Regions from separate parts of the Sus scrofa genome. Here regions 2 and 3 are each linked to region 1. Evidence: chromatin contacts called from public Hi-C and HiChIP or PLAC-seq data. All regions are on one chromosome and are shown on one strand. Each heading gives the region's core, a stretch centred on a gene start, on an enhancer-like site or on the middle of the called end of the contact. The rest is flanking DNA. Distances are from core to core; before and after follow the strand shown.

Region 1 (4,661 bases), core at 1,523-4,022:
CAGGTCACGGGCACAGCCCAGATGATGGGTTCGAGTGAGTCTGCCTCTAGAGGGTTGAAGGCAAAAGTCCCCCTCGTTCCTCCTCCCTGTCCTCTCTCTGTCACGTGCGCACACACGCAGAGCTGGCGATCATCAGTCTAGGCGATACGGACTGGGGTTCTATAAGGCTGAGACTAATGTTGATATGTTGGTTCCTTTGTTCTGTGAGACTTGAGTCTGGGCCTTTGTTTTTCTCATCTTCAGATGAGATGATATCATCTGCTCATTAGCAAATCTCTTTGAAGACCTTGGATAAAGGTTGCTGATTTCGACTTCAGCAAGAGTGATGGTATTTAGACCTAAGGAGCAAATGTGGCCCAGGGGTGACTGTTTGAACTTCAATAACGTGTGAAGCTCTCCGTTCAATGGGAACATCTTGGAAGGGAAGGCTGGACAGGGACACCCCCCCCCACCCCCCCACGCCAGCACACATAAAGGGGGAATGTTAAGCTTCTTTGTTATGACATGGTCTGCTCTCCGTGGGTATGTGTAGGCTCGGAACGTGGTAATTTCCCAGGAAATATGCAAACCCTTGCTCCCTGGAATTGGAAAGTAATCAACTGGAAACAATTTACTGAGCACTGACCATACGCCCAGGTCGGTGACAGGTCAATGGAAGGTGACTGTAAACAGTTTTAGTTTACTTCATGTGTAACTTAGGGACAAATGCTCAGGCCGATGCTCCCTCCAACCTAAGGAGACACATCTCTGCCCACCCTGAGACAGGGACATGGGTCCTGCTTCTCTGGTTTTTGTGGTCAGACAGATGAAGTGTTGAGATCAACCGCTGAAATGTGATGGACGTATTGAAAGAGCGGACGTCGACCGCTTCCGTTCAAACATGAGATTCCTAACAGCGCAGCCAGTTATTCTGGCCGGTCCCTCACTTCAGCCACCTCAGGCCATGTTAAGTATCAAATCACTCCTCTGAGGCCTGAGGAGCCCTGGAAGCTGGAGTTCAGAGTTCTTTATGTCCCTGACAACCTTCAGCCCTCTAATCTCATGGACTCCTTCATTTTAAAAATTGAAAAACACGCACATTTCGGAAAAGAACATAAAAAAGAATATATATGGATGTACAACTGAATCACTTTGCTGCACAGCAGACACTGACCCAACACTGTAAATCAACTATATTTCAAGTAAAAATAAATTAATAGGAATTCCCATCGTGGTACAGGGGAAACGAATCCGACTAGGAACCACAAGGGTGTGGGTTCGATCCCTGGCCTCGCTCAGTGGGATAAGGATCTGGTGTTGCTGTGAGCTGTGGTGTAGGCTGGAAGCTACAGTTCCAATTTGACTCCTAGCCCGGGAACCTCCATATGTCGCGGGTGTAGCCCTAAAAAGCCAAAAAGAGACAATAGTAATAATTATAAAAAATTAGTAAATAAAATAGAGGTTTTTGTTTGTTTTTTTTTTTGCCATTTCTTGGGCCGCTCCCATGGCATAAGGAGGCTCCCAGGCTAGGGGTCCAATCGGAGCTGTAGCCGCCAGTCTACGCCAGAACCACAGCAACTCAGGATCCGAGCCGCATCTGCAACCTACACCACAGCTCACGGCAACGCCGGATCCTTAACCCACTGAGCAAGGCCAGGGATTGAACCAGCAACCTCATGGTTACTAGTCAGATTCATTAACCACTGAACCACAATGGAACGCCAACAAAATGAAGAGTTTTTACGCTTTTTTTTTTTTCTTCCAGCCACACCCTTGGCACATGGAAGTTTTTGGGCCAGGGATTGAACCCGAGCCACAGCTCTGACCTACGCTGTAGCTGCGGCAATTCCAGATCTTTTAACTCACTGTGCTGGGCCAGGGTTCATACTTGCACCTGCACAGCAACCCAAGCCGCTGCAGTTGGATTCTTAACCCACTGAGCCACAGTGGGAACTCCCAGGGTTTTTACTCTTAAAAAAAATAAGCTACAATGATATAGCATACACATGGGAATATAGCCAATAGTTTACAGTAACTATAAATGCAGTATAATTTTTAAAAGTTGTGAATCACTATATTGAATGCCTATAACTTCCATAATATTTTTTTTTTCTTTTGTTGGCTACCCCAAGGCACATGGAGTTCCTGGGCCAGGGATCAGATCAGAGTCGCAGTTTAGACCTAAGCTGTTGCTGTGGCAATGCTGGATCCTCAACCCACTGCGCTGGGCTGGGGATCAAACCTGTGTCCCGGTGCTCCCAAGATGCTGCTGATTCCATTAGGCTACAGTGGGAATACCAATAAAAACTTTTTTAATGCAAAGAAAGAAGAAAAAAAAAAAAAAAGCCCTGGTATTTTATGGCTTAGCCTTTGCTGTTTGCAAAGCATTTGAAAGTTTATCAACAATTTTGAAAATGTCTAACAGAAATCTCGCTTTGTCAGTGGAGAACTCCAAGCAGGCAGGAGTCAACCCTGAAGGTGGGGGGAGAGCTGAGTTTAGAATCACATCCACCCACCATTCCCTCTAGTCTGACAAGTCCACTGCCCCCCTCGCGGCTGACCGATGGGCCTCTCCAGTGGACACTGGAAGCTATATCCAAAGAGAGAGGCGACCAGATGGAGAGCTTGGCAGGAAAGCTCTGCTTCCAGGAAACACACATCACCCCAGGCTGACTTCCCCTGGGGTCCCTCAGATCCAGACACACATCTCTAAATGAGTTTCAGCCACCCTTGGTCATAAGTTTCCTTTCCCTCCTCGACTGGTCCCCTTCGTGAGTCAAAACACAACAGAGATGCTGCTGGAACAAGTGGCCACGTGGGGTGTCTGTGACCCAGTCCAGTACTTCCTTCTGCTCCCTCCTGATCAGATTCTAACTTTCTGCAACTTGGACAGATTCTGACTGTAATTTCCTGCTCTTTCGGTATAAAGTCAGGGACCGTAAAGCAAGGAGAAGTGAGCGGGAAATTCACTGAGTTAGGCTTTCTGTTTCCTGGTGAAGGAAGAGTAGGGGGTGGGGGCTGGCACGCGTGGTTGGGGGAAAAATGACAAAACAAAGACACAAACGAAACAAAACACCCTTCTCTACTTTTGTGCTGTTGAAGAGAACAGAGGTTTGCTCTCTGGAGAAGATGCACAGGAAGCTGGAATGAGGTGAACTGAGATCTCAGGGACGCAAAGCGGGTTACATCGCAATGGAGGCCACCCCCTCCCCCAGACCCTGGAAGTGGGAGGGGACATCCTCGAGGGAAGTAAGACATGACATCCTCTGGAGACAATGCATCACCACGAGAAAAAAACACCAAGCACTGATGCCTGGGGTTCCCACTGAAAGAACCAGCTCTCCTCCGGGACACTCCACAGGGATGGTCCCAGGGGTTTGACCGACTCCACCTGGGCACTCGCAGCTTTGGAGTGAGGCCCCTCTTAAATGTGGCTGGAACGCTTCCTACAGGCAACACGGAGACCAAAATCAAGAAACAGGAAAGAAATAAAGAAATCGGAAGAAACAGCAAGCACACAGAACAGGCAGGATAATTACTAGGATTGGAGGGATGAGCCTATTAGGTTCAAAAACAGTAATAGGATTGTAAGTATACAAAGAAAAATCAGATAATGTGAAGGAAGTCTTGGATATTCAAAACATGATGGCAAAGGTTGGAAAGTCAAGAGAGGAGATTAAAGGTAACATTGAGGAAATCGCCCATAAAGTAAAACAAAACGACAAAGATGGAAAATAAGAGAAACCAGGTATTGAAGCAGGAGGCCAAGTCGGGTACTGGATTAACGGGAGCTCCAGAAGGAGAGCACAGAGGCAACAGACATCATCAAAGAAGGAATGCGAGGAGTTCCCACTGTGGCGCGGTGGGATTGGCGGCGTCTTGGGAGTGCTGGGACGCAGGTTCAATCCCCAGCCCGGCACAGTGGGTTATGGATCCAGCATTGCTGCAGCTACGGCTTACGTTGCAGCTGTGGCTTAGGTTTGGTCCCTGGTGTGGGAACTCCAAATGTCGGGGTTGGCCAAAAAAACAGAAAAAAGAAAAAAGAAGGAAAGAATACAAAACACCTCCCAGAACTAAAGCAGAATCCGATTCCAGGCTAAAGCACCCATGGGATACCCAACATAGTGGGTTTATAAAGACCCACTTCTGGGCACACACCCTGAAGTTTCAGATGAAGAGGAATAAAGAGGAAATCCTGAAAGATCCTGTTGCCGGTGGTGGAGGTGAGCGTGAGTCCAAATAGAGTGTGAGCACAGCAGACGCCCCCAGAGCAGCTCTCCAAGGCTCCGAGGCAACCCCTCTGATATTCTGAGAGAAAACATTCCCTTATCTCCACTTCCAGTCAAACTATTACTCAAAGACGAAGGTGGAACAAAGACTCTTTCAGATGCGCAAAGACCCCAACATTTTATGGCCCCTGTCCACCTTCTCTGGATTACGGCAGGATGTTCTCCAGGGAAACAATGGCATAAAGCAAAACACAAGAAGACAGAGTTCCCGTCATGGCGCAGCAGAAACGAATCCCACTAGGAACCATGAGGTTGGAGGTTTGATCCCTGGCCTCGCTCAGTGGGTTAAGGATCCGGTGTTGCCGTGAGCTGTGGTGTAGGTTGCAGACGCAGCTCAGATCTGGTGTTGGCTGTGGCTGTGGCGTAGGCCAGCAGCTGTAGCTCCGATTCAAC
Region 2 (4,661 bases), core at 1,303-3,802, 180 kb before region 1:
ACCATGAGGAACTCCCATGTGCAGGACTTCTAAGTTATGATGAGGCTCACTTTGTGGTTACTGCTTTTGGTGTTTTGCTTAATTAAGAAATTTTCGGAGTTCCCGTTGTGGCTCAATGGTAATCCTAACTAGTATCCGTGAGGATGAGGGAGCAGTCCCTGGCCTTGCTCAGTGGCTTAAGTATATGGCCTGCATCCTCATGGATGTTTTTATTTTCCTGTTTTTCTTTATTTTCAATCCTGTCTCAACTTTCCTAATCTAAATTCTTAGAAAGAGTAGGTGGTTTTGTAATGCTTCATTTCACCAATATTTATTTCTCTTTGACAACTTGAGTCACTTTCCTTATCAAAAGATAGTCTCAAATGCTAATGTAAACTGTGCAATTTTTGTTACCTGATTTAATTTTTCTAATATTCATCTTTCATTACTTGAAAAATTTTCTAGCTTTTAATATTACAACTTGCTGTATTCTAATCTTATTCAGTGTGTCGCAAATACTAGAGTTCCTTATTTATCCTTTTAAAAATTGAGGTATAATTGACTATAACATGAGTTTTAGGTGTAGCATAATGATTTGATATTTGTATATGTGGCAAAATGATAACCACAATAATTCTAGTTAATATTCATCATTATGCATGGATACAAATTTTTTTTCCTTGTGATGAGGGCTTTTTAAAGATCTACTCTGAGTAACTTTCAGGTACATAATACACTGTTACCAACTTCAGACACCATGCTGTGCATTATATCCCTGTGACTTATTTAATAAGTGGAGCAGTCTGAAAGTTGATAACTAAAATTTGGTCGGGTTTTTTTTTTTTTTGGTCTTTTTAGGGCTCCACCTGTGGCACATGGAGCTTCCTAGGCTAGGGGTCTAGTCGGAGCTGTTGCTACTGGCCTCTGACACAGCAACGCGGGATCTGAGCCACGTCTGCGACCTACACCACAGCTCACGGCAACGTTGGATCCTTAACCCACTGAGCGAGGCCAGAGCTGGAACCCGAAACCTCATGGTTCCTAGTCAGAATCGTTTCTGCTGTGTCACAGTGGGAACTCTGATAACTAAAATTTGAACATAGTCTGAAGCTCTGCATGTTCACTCTCTTCCCTCCACGTTTTATGTTTCTAATACTACAATTTACATCTTTTTTTTTTGTCTTGTGTAGCCCTGAGCTATTATCGTTATTTTTACTGTTTTTCTCTTAATCTTCATACTAGCTTTATAAGTGATTAAATTGCCACCTTTACCAGTGAGATTTGTACATTCGTATGTTTTCTTGTTCTTAATTAGTACCCTTTCTTTTCAGTTTAAAGAAGTTCCTTTAACATTTCTTGTAAGCTTGTTTAGTGGAGATGAACTCCTCTAACTTTTTCTGGAAACTCTTACGTCTCCTTCAATTCTGAATGATAACTTTGCTGGGTAGAGTGTTCTTGGAAGTTTTTTCTTGTAGCATTTAGAATATATCATGCCACTCTCGTCTGTCCTACAAAGGTTCTGCTTAAAAATGTGCTGATAGGAGTTCCCATTGTGGCACAGCAGAAATGAATCCAGCTCGTAACCATGAGGTTGTGGGTTCGATCCTTGGCCTCACTCAGTGGGTTAAGGATCCAGCATTGCTGTGAGCTGTGGTGTAGGTCGAAGACGTGGCTTCGATCCTGCAGTGCTGTGGCTGTGGTGTAGGCCAGCAGCTGTAGCTCCGATTTGACTCCTAGCCTGGGAACCTCCATATGCTCCCTAAAAAGCAAAAAAAAAAAAAAAAAAATCTGCTGATTGTCTCATGGTGTGGGGGGGAATCCCTTGTATGAACGAGTCGTTTTCTCTTCCTGTGCTTTTAAGATTCTCTCTTTGTCTTTAACTTATTTAAAAAATTGAATTATAGTTGATAACTGATTTAAAAAATTACAGTATTGTGTTAAATTCAGGTATGGAGCAGTGATTCACTATGCAGATTATACTCCATTATAGGTTGTTAAAAGATAATGAGTATAATTCTCTGTACTATCTAGTATATCTTGGTTGCTTATCTATTTTAAATATAGTAGTTTGCATCTTTTAATCCCATACCCCTAATTTGTCCATTTCCTCTTTCCTTTCCCCTTTGAAAACAAGTTTGTTTTCTATATCTGTGAGTCTGTTTCCGTTTTGCATATACATTCATCCGTATTATTTTTCAGATGCCACAAATAAGTGATATCATACAGTGTTTGTCTTTCTCTGACTTATTTTACTAAGCATAATGCTCTCCAGGTCCATCCATGTTGTTGAAAATGACAGAATTTTGCTCTTTTTTTTTTATGGCTAGTACCTCTGTGTGTGTGGGTGCACGTGCGCGCACATATGGACACACCACATCATCTTAATCCATTCGTCTTTTAGGCACTCAGGTTGCTTCCATGTCTTAGCTATTGTAAATAGTGCTGTTATGAACACTGGGATGCATGTATCTTTTCAAATGAGTTGTTTTCATTTTTTCCAGATGCATACCCAGGAGTGGAATTGCTGAATCATATGGTAGTTCTGTTTTTAGTTTTTTAAGGAACCACCATACATTTCCACAATGTCTGCACCAGTTTACGTACCACCAACAGTGAATGAAGGTTCCCTTTTCTCCACAGCCTCTTCAATGTTTACCGTTGGTAGACTTTGTCGATAGCCATTCTGACAGGTGTGAAGGGATACCTCATTGTGGCTTTGATTTTTTTGTCTTTTTTTTTTTTTTTTTTTTTTTTTTTTTGCTATTTCTTGGGCCGCTCCCTCGGCATATGGAGGTTCCCAGGCTAGGAGTTGAATCGGAGCTGTAGCCACCGGCTTAGGCCAGAGCCACAGCAATGCTGGATCCGAGCCGCGTCTGCAACCTACACCACAGCTCATGGCAACGCCGGATCGTTAACCCACTGAGCAAGGGCAGGGACTGAACCCGCAACCTCATGGTTCCTAGTCGGATTCGTTAACCACTGCACCATGACGGGAACTCCTGTGGCTTTGATTTTTATTGCTCTAATAATTAGCAGTGTTGAGCATCTTTTCATGTGCCTATGGCCTATTAGCCATTTGTATGTCTACTTTGGAGAAGCATCTATTCAGGTTCTTCTGACCATTTTGGATTGGTACGTAGTTGTTTGAGCTGTTTGGATATTTTGGCTATTAACCCCTTGTCAGTCAGATCATTTGTAAATATTTTCTCCTATTTCTTAGATTGACTTCTTGTTTTGTTGATGGTCTCCTTGCTGTGCAAAAGCTTTTAAGTTTAGGGTGCCTTAATTTATTTTTATTTTTTTTTTACAGAATAAAATACATACATTTACACACAATTACATTCACACAGATTATTATAACATGGATCTTAAGAAACAGATTAAGTGACTCCCACTGGAGAAGTGGAATGGAAAATATGCTGAGACAAATAGGAAATTTATTCTATACTTTATCCCAATTTTATGGCTTTTGTCTTTACTACTTAGTTTTATCTATTACATTTCAGTTTTTCTTTAAAAATTAGCATTATATTAAATTGTTATATTATGCAACTAAAGTTTATAAAGAAGAAAGCCTTATGTACCATTAAATATTTTATATAACATAGTAAAAAGAATAACTTAACTGGTAAGCATAACAAAAATAATACACCCCCTGAAAATAAGTAAAATATAAAATGCATAAGTTGGTTAAAAAACAATGTAATTATATAAATATGTCCTCACAATTTGTTCCATCTCATTGTTTCTTCAATAAAGGCATTACACCATTCTAGGTGATATGATAAACAAGACATTATGGACTTTACATTGTACCATGGAGAGAAATGGTTATTAATAATACAGTTGTGGAACTGTATTATTTAATTGTACAGTGGCATTATTTAATTATAATTATCATAAATTCTTCGATGGAGAGGAAATCAGAATCAGATCTAAGAAGACTTCAGCATTCCGAGAATGATGTCACATGACCCCCTTCATGGTGGATTATGCACTTATTTACTATGAGATATATTTCTTCTCCAGAGATTCCTTGTTTGTGTATCAATTGTAGATTTTTGGTTTGCAGTTATTCTGAAGTTTTGATGTAAGAGTCTATATGTATATGAGATTGTTTTAAGTTGTTGTTCTCTTAATTGCAAGTTCATCTCTGGTGTACTGCATTTGTACCCACCTCTTCTCATGATTTCTGATTTTGGTGGTATAATTGTGCATGGATGATTTCATATCTTTACTGTATATATGCCTTTACTGGTGAGCCTTGTCATTTGTGGAATTTTTGTTTCCTGTTGCTGATCTTTTCTTTCCTGCCTAGAGAAGTTCCTTTAGTATTTGTTGTAAGGCTGGTTTAGTGTTGCTGAATTCTCTCAGCTTTTGCTTATCTGAGGAAGTTTTGATTTCTCCTTCAAATCTGAATGAGAGCCTTGCTGGGTAGAGTATTCTTGGTTGGAGGTTTTTTCCTTTCATCACGATAAGTATATCATGCCACTCCCTTCTGGCCTGCAGAGTTTCTGCTGAAAAATCTGCTGATAACCTCATCAGGGTTCCCTTGTATGTTACTTGTATTTTTTCCCTAGCTGCTTTCAAGATTTTCTCTTTGTCTTTAATTTTGGTAAGTTTGATTATTATGTGTCTCGGTGTGTTCCTCCTTGGGTTTATTTTATATGGTACTCGTTATG
Region 3 (4,661 bases), core at 869-3,368, 150 kb before region 1:
GAAAACTTTATTCACATATTCTCCCTATGATGGATGTTGGGACTGTTTCTGGTGCTTTGGATGTTATGTTTGTGAAGAGCACTGCTGTGACCATCTTGTGCCTTTCTCTGGGTGCACATGGATAAACATTTCTCTCAGTAAGCGTCTGAGTGGTACTGCAGGGGATGGCCTGCTCCATTTTAGTGGGGACATTGGTAAACTGGAGTGAGTACAGAGGAGGGCAATTAAGATTTGTTTAACCAGATTATAAGCAACTTGTTTTCCTTATTTTTTTAGGGATTAAAGAGGTTGATGACCATTTGCCAGAAGCACTTTCCTACAGATCCGTCAAAATGTGTGGAATACAATGCACTATGAGACCTGTATGTGATGTGTAAATATCAACAAGAAACTTAAGGAAGCGTGGCATGGACTTCCGGAGTTACCAGCGGGAATGAGGAAAGAAGACAAAAGGAGTTTCTGGTCTCTGAGTTCTGCCTAATGCAACTTGGTTTTAAGAACTGTATTGGCTCCCATGTCATATCTGACTGCAGAGTGATTTTTGTGTCTTGCTTTTATTTTAAATAGTTGAAAATTTAAGTTCTAAAGACTTTTTCTTCATAATTTGAATGTGTAGACAGCAGTCCCAGGAGGTGTTTTAAAATGACTTTTCCCTTCCAGATCTGAAAGTTAGAAGATTAAAAAGGAACTTTTGAGGATGGACTTAATTGTCTTTGTAAAATATAATTTTCACACTGACTTTTATGTAGTATTTATAGAAAAAATATTTTTATATTTTTCAACAAAAATACAGAACCATTTAATGACCCTTAATAGTCCTTAAATGTTGCTGAAGTTTTGCCATCTTGTAGTAGATTTGAGTGTAAGTGTTACTACTGTTGAGTGTTAAGCAAGGTAGCTGCTCCCACTTTGAGCTGGTTCTGAGCCCTCAAGGGTAGAGGATGTGGGAACCGGAGTCAGCTGATTGGGGGGTATAGATTTACTTACCCTGGCCTCTCCTGGGAAGGCTTGGAAGCCAGTTTTGGCCACCTGTGGGTCTGTGGCTGTGCCTGTCTGATCATGTCGGCTGCTTATTTGTGCAATGATGGCTGAGGGTCCTCCCCCCCCCCGCCCCGGAACTGAATCAGGGTTGTGTGCCTCCCCACCCCACTTTAGAAACTGTTTCTTGTTATTAAATTAGTTGGAAGGGAGCTTTCTTAAGATACGACAACAGTGTAGACCTGTATTACACAATCTTGTATAGAACTTGTTTATACATACTGGCAAGTGAATGCTCCCCACATCCCTTTTTTTCTATCCACAGTCAGGCCACAGCATGGTGGTCAGCTAATTTCATGTTATCTTCCCATTTGCTCTTAGTTATTATTACACACAAAGAAGAAACTGCATCATGTGACACTAGTACCTTCTAAAACTGACAAGTATGGATATATGGTTTGGGGGAAAAAAGCTTGTAACATTCAGTGGTGCTGTGAATGTTTAATCATTTTGGGCTCAGGTAGAGGGAGGCAGGTTGAAAGAAGTATATCTCATGTAGAAAAGTTTCCCTGAAGTTAAAGCTGTACAGGTAACTGCATCTATCATGGGGACATACTTAAAAAAGGAACTCTCATAGTTCCCAAATCGTGAAAATTTTAGTTTTGCAGATGTCTGGTTTTTAGATATTTCTAAAGTAATAACGGCCCATCTTTTAACATCAGTCATAGTCCTGAAATAAGAATATTCTTCCTTTTCTTCCTCCCCAGACACCTTCCAAGCTGTGTCTTTCTGGATTCAGATTCAGTGAAACATTGGTTTTCCCTTGGAAGTCAACACTGCATTTCTTAGTGTTCCTGCCAACTGCAAAGACTGACCAGTATTTGTCAGCATTGCAGCACAGGGCTATGGCAGTCTGGAAGTCACGGCTGTGATTTCAGCCTCTGGGGAAAACTAGGAAAATAAAGCTGAGGCCAAAGGTGATTGGCACATAGCAGGAAGAGAGAGGACGGTCCGGATCTTGTAGGAAGAAGGGGGAGGTCTCTCGAGAGACCAGAACGAGGCAGGCTGCTGTCATTAATAGCAGCCTTTGGCATGCACCATGTCTGTGGGCTGTCAGGAAGAATTTGGAGGAATAGAAGATAGGGCCCAGAGCAGTGTGACTTCGTAATGGCAAGTTCTTCCTTCTGATCATCTCCTGACCCAGCCAGCACTTTAGATTGTCCTGGGATTTGACGGATATAGTTGTCTTTTTATTTGAAAGAAAGTTAAGTGTTTGGTCAGTTCGAATCAGGGGGATTCCCATTACTGGCTCCTTTTCAGCCCACGATAACCCCCTTTAATGCCTCTGGACATGGAGGGACGGTAGAACTAAGTGGGGCTGATTGTGAAAGGGGAAGTTGAGATGGGGCTGTTGCCTTTGACTGAATATCTCCAAGCGCGTAACTTGGCGGATCGTGTCTCCTTCCTCCCCCATCCTCCACCAGGAGACACCCATGGAGCCCCTGGAAGAATAACTTGATCCCATAGAAGTTGTGGGGTGGAATCGTGTTGGGAGTCTTGAAACAAAAGCACTTTCTCACGGCAGGTTTATGTAAGAGTTTCCAGCTGTTGAGAGTGTGAGGAGCCAGCTCCAGTCCCGAGAGGGTCACTGTGAGAACACTGTTATGGCAACTGGTTCTCATCACAGACTCTGCCTTTCAATGGGCTGCATTATAACTTACACTAGTACTGGAATGGTTAACAGTAACCTTAAAATCTTCCGAAATTTAAAAATCAGTTCTGGTAGCGTGGACTAATTGGAGGGAATGCCGTGTGGTTAGCGGCTGCTATGGTGTGAGCCGACCCCATTTAAGACTTTGGAACTGTCCTCATTAAAAAGTTCTTTACATTTACCAAAACAGTTTATTTTGTTTTCAAAACTATTTATTTTTGAAAGCATTGATTATTGATTTTTCCACATCGTAAACTTTTGGGCACTTTATACAGCTTGCTCTGACTCATCTGTGTGTTGTTGGTAATAGTTACTCTACTTAACTAGGTCACTTCCTTTTGCTTAGTCTCTCATCTCTGTCCCCAAGCACCAGCTTTGAAATAATTGTCAGCCTTCTCACAGCATTTCAGATGAACATGCACTTTGACCACAGAGGGCAGCTTAGACGTTTCGAGCTTCATTTTGAGTGTCGTTGGTGATCATGGATCCAGTCACCGAGCTTCCTGCCAAGGCAGTCGAGAGTCATTTGCACAGTCTGCTCTCCTTGCCCTCTGAGCTCCCAGATTCTATGAATTGACAAAACCAAGTTGTCGTTGCTCCCAAACTGCTCTTGCTTTGAGACTTAGATCGTGAACCGGTCAGTGTTGTTGCTTGAACCTGGCTTCGAGCTTCTGTCATCCTGGGAAGGAGGAGATTTAAAGTTGTAGCTTCGGAGCCTTTTGACTACAACTCACAGCAGTAACGGGTGTGGAGACCCAGCATTATGTGCATTTATGAGTACCCAGCAGAAGCGCTGACGATACCATGTGCGGTACATTCTTAGGTTTTTTGTTGTATTTCTATAAGAAATAAGCTGGCTGGTTTTGACTTCAAAAAGTGGATGACAACCCATTAATATATGTTGTGACCAGCAGTTTGAAAACCATGGATTATAAATAATTATCAGCAGAGTTGCAGAAGGAAGTGAATTCAGGGCAAAATGACTCTGCTTTTTTATTTTATTTTTTTTTTAATACAGAGGTAGAGAACACTTAGCTCTCAAGGTTAATGCAAAATTTAGCAGATGGTAAAACTTTGAGTACTTCAGATGTTAAATACCTTTGAAGCAACAATTCTTAGGCTTCAAATGAGGAGACTTGTCCATAGAGGAAACGGGACAAGCCACATACAGTCCTAAGAGAATTGGCAGTAGGGGTAGATGACTACCTTGGGTTGGCTGTACGTTGCATAAAGCAAGAATGAATAAGATATTATAAAAACAAATAGTTGGTCGTTTAAAGTATGAGGGTTGAGGCAGAGAGAGATACCAGGAGTGGAGATTGGGCATTAGTTACCTGTTGAGGGTTTGTTTGGCCCTTTGAAGATTATTTCCCAAGACTCGGGGCTACATTACATTTCCTTTATTGTAAGTTGTTTTTATTCAAATGTAACATGAGGGAAAATGCACACATCAGAAGAGTTACCATTTCAGGATAGCTTTTCCAAAGTGAACATCCCTGAGACTAACTGGGACCCACATCAGGGAAGATAATGCTGTTAATGCCCCCAAATCTCTTTATTCTGGTCAGACCCACGGTCCTGATTTCTGCTGTCATCAGGAGAAAAAAAAAAAAAACAAACCTTTTTGATGTATGATGCATATGCTGTGAGATTTGCCCTTTTTAAAAGTTTTTAAAGTATAAGTGACTTACAGTGTGATAATTTCAAGCGATTCAGTTATACATATACACATATGCATTCTTTTCCCATATAGGTCGTCACAGGGTAGCGTTCCCTGTGCTATACAGCAGGTCCCTGTTGACTGTCCATTCCATATATAGTAGTGTGCATATGCCAGTCCCAAACCCCCAGTCCATCCCTCCCTACCACCTGTCCTCTTTGGTATCTGTAAGTTTGTGTTTGGAGTCAGTGAGTCTGTTTCTGTTTTATAAATAAGTTCATTTGTATCATTTTTTAAGATTCCACATATAAG

What was found. A called contact is a pair of places that touch in the nucleus more often than the background predicts. HiChIP or PLAC-seq counts read pairs in DNA pulled down with a chosen protein or histone mark.
Region 2: a contact with region 1 is called in an H3K27ac HiChIP or PLAC-seq map of alveolar macrophages. The contact joins two enhancer-like sites. A contact is called at or near these places in 18 of 47 Hi-C or Micro-C datasets (alveolar macrophages, brain, embryonic fibroblasts and 11 more) and 2 of 2 datasets of contacts at active chromatin or transcription factors (alveolar macrophages and skeletal muscle).
Region 3: a Hi-C map of skeletal muscle shows a contact between it and region 1, with 8 times the contacts expected there. The contact joins two enhancer-like sites. A contact is called at or near these places in 3 of 47 Hi-C or Micro-C datasets (epiblast stem cells and skeletal muscle) and 1 of 2 datasets of contacts at active chromatin or transcription factors (skeletal muscle).

Annotation. Positions count from the first base shown.
Region 1 is chr10:47,913,507-47,918,167 of Sscrofa11.1, reverse strand. All of the region lies in intron 6 of FRMD4A (FERM domain-containing protein 4A), which reads right to left. Among named protein-coding and RNA genes, the nearest start is that of PRPF18, 210 kb to the left of the region's middle. Within about 2 kb of position 2,772, at least 8 of the 83 cell types and tissues checked have an H3K27ac peak or open chromatin away from gene starts, as enhancers often do. A contact at or near this core is called in alveolar macrophages and skeletal muscle, where this site is marked.
Region 2 is chr10:48,095,297-48,099,957 of Sscrofa11.1, reverse strand. The region is part of intron 4 of PRPF18 (PRP18 pre-mRNA processing factor 18 homolog (S. cerevisiae)); the gene reads left to right. Among named protein-coding and RNA genes, the nearest start is that of PRPF18, 25 kb to the left of the region's middle. Within about 2 kb of position 2,552, at least 1 of the 83 cell types and tissues checked has an H3K27ac peak or open chromatin away from gene starts, as enhancers often do. A contact at or near this core is called in alveolar macrophages, where this site is marked.
Region 3 is chr10:48,061,933-48,066,593 of Sscrofa11.1, reverse strand. It overlaps PRPF18 (PRP18 pre-mRNA processing factor 18 homolog (S. cerevisiae)), which reads left to right. Exons shown (of 10, transcript NM_001244859.1): 10 at 277-702. The coding sequence ends at 357. Among named protein-coding and RNA genes, the nearest start is that of PRPF18, 58 kb to the left of the region's middle. Within about 2 kb of position 2,118, at least 24 of the 83 cell types and tissues checked have an H3K27ac peak or open chromatin away from gene starts, as enhancers often do. A contact at or near this core is called in skeletal muscle, where this site is marked.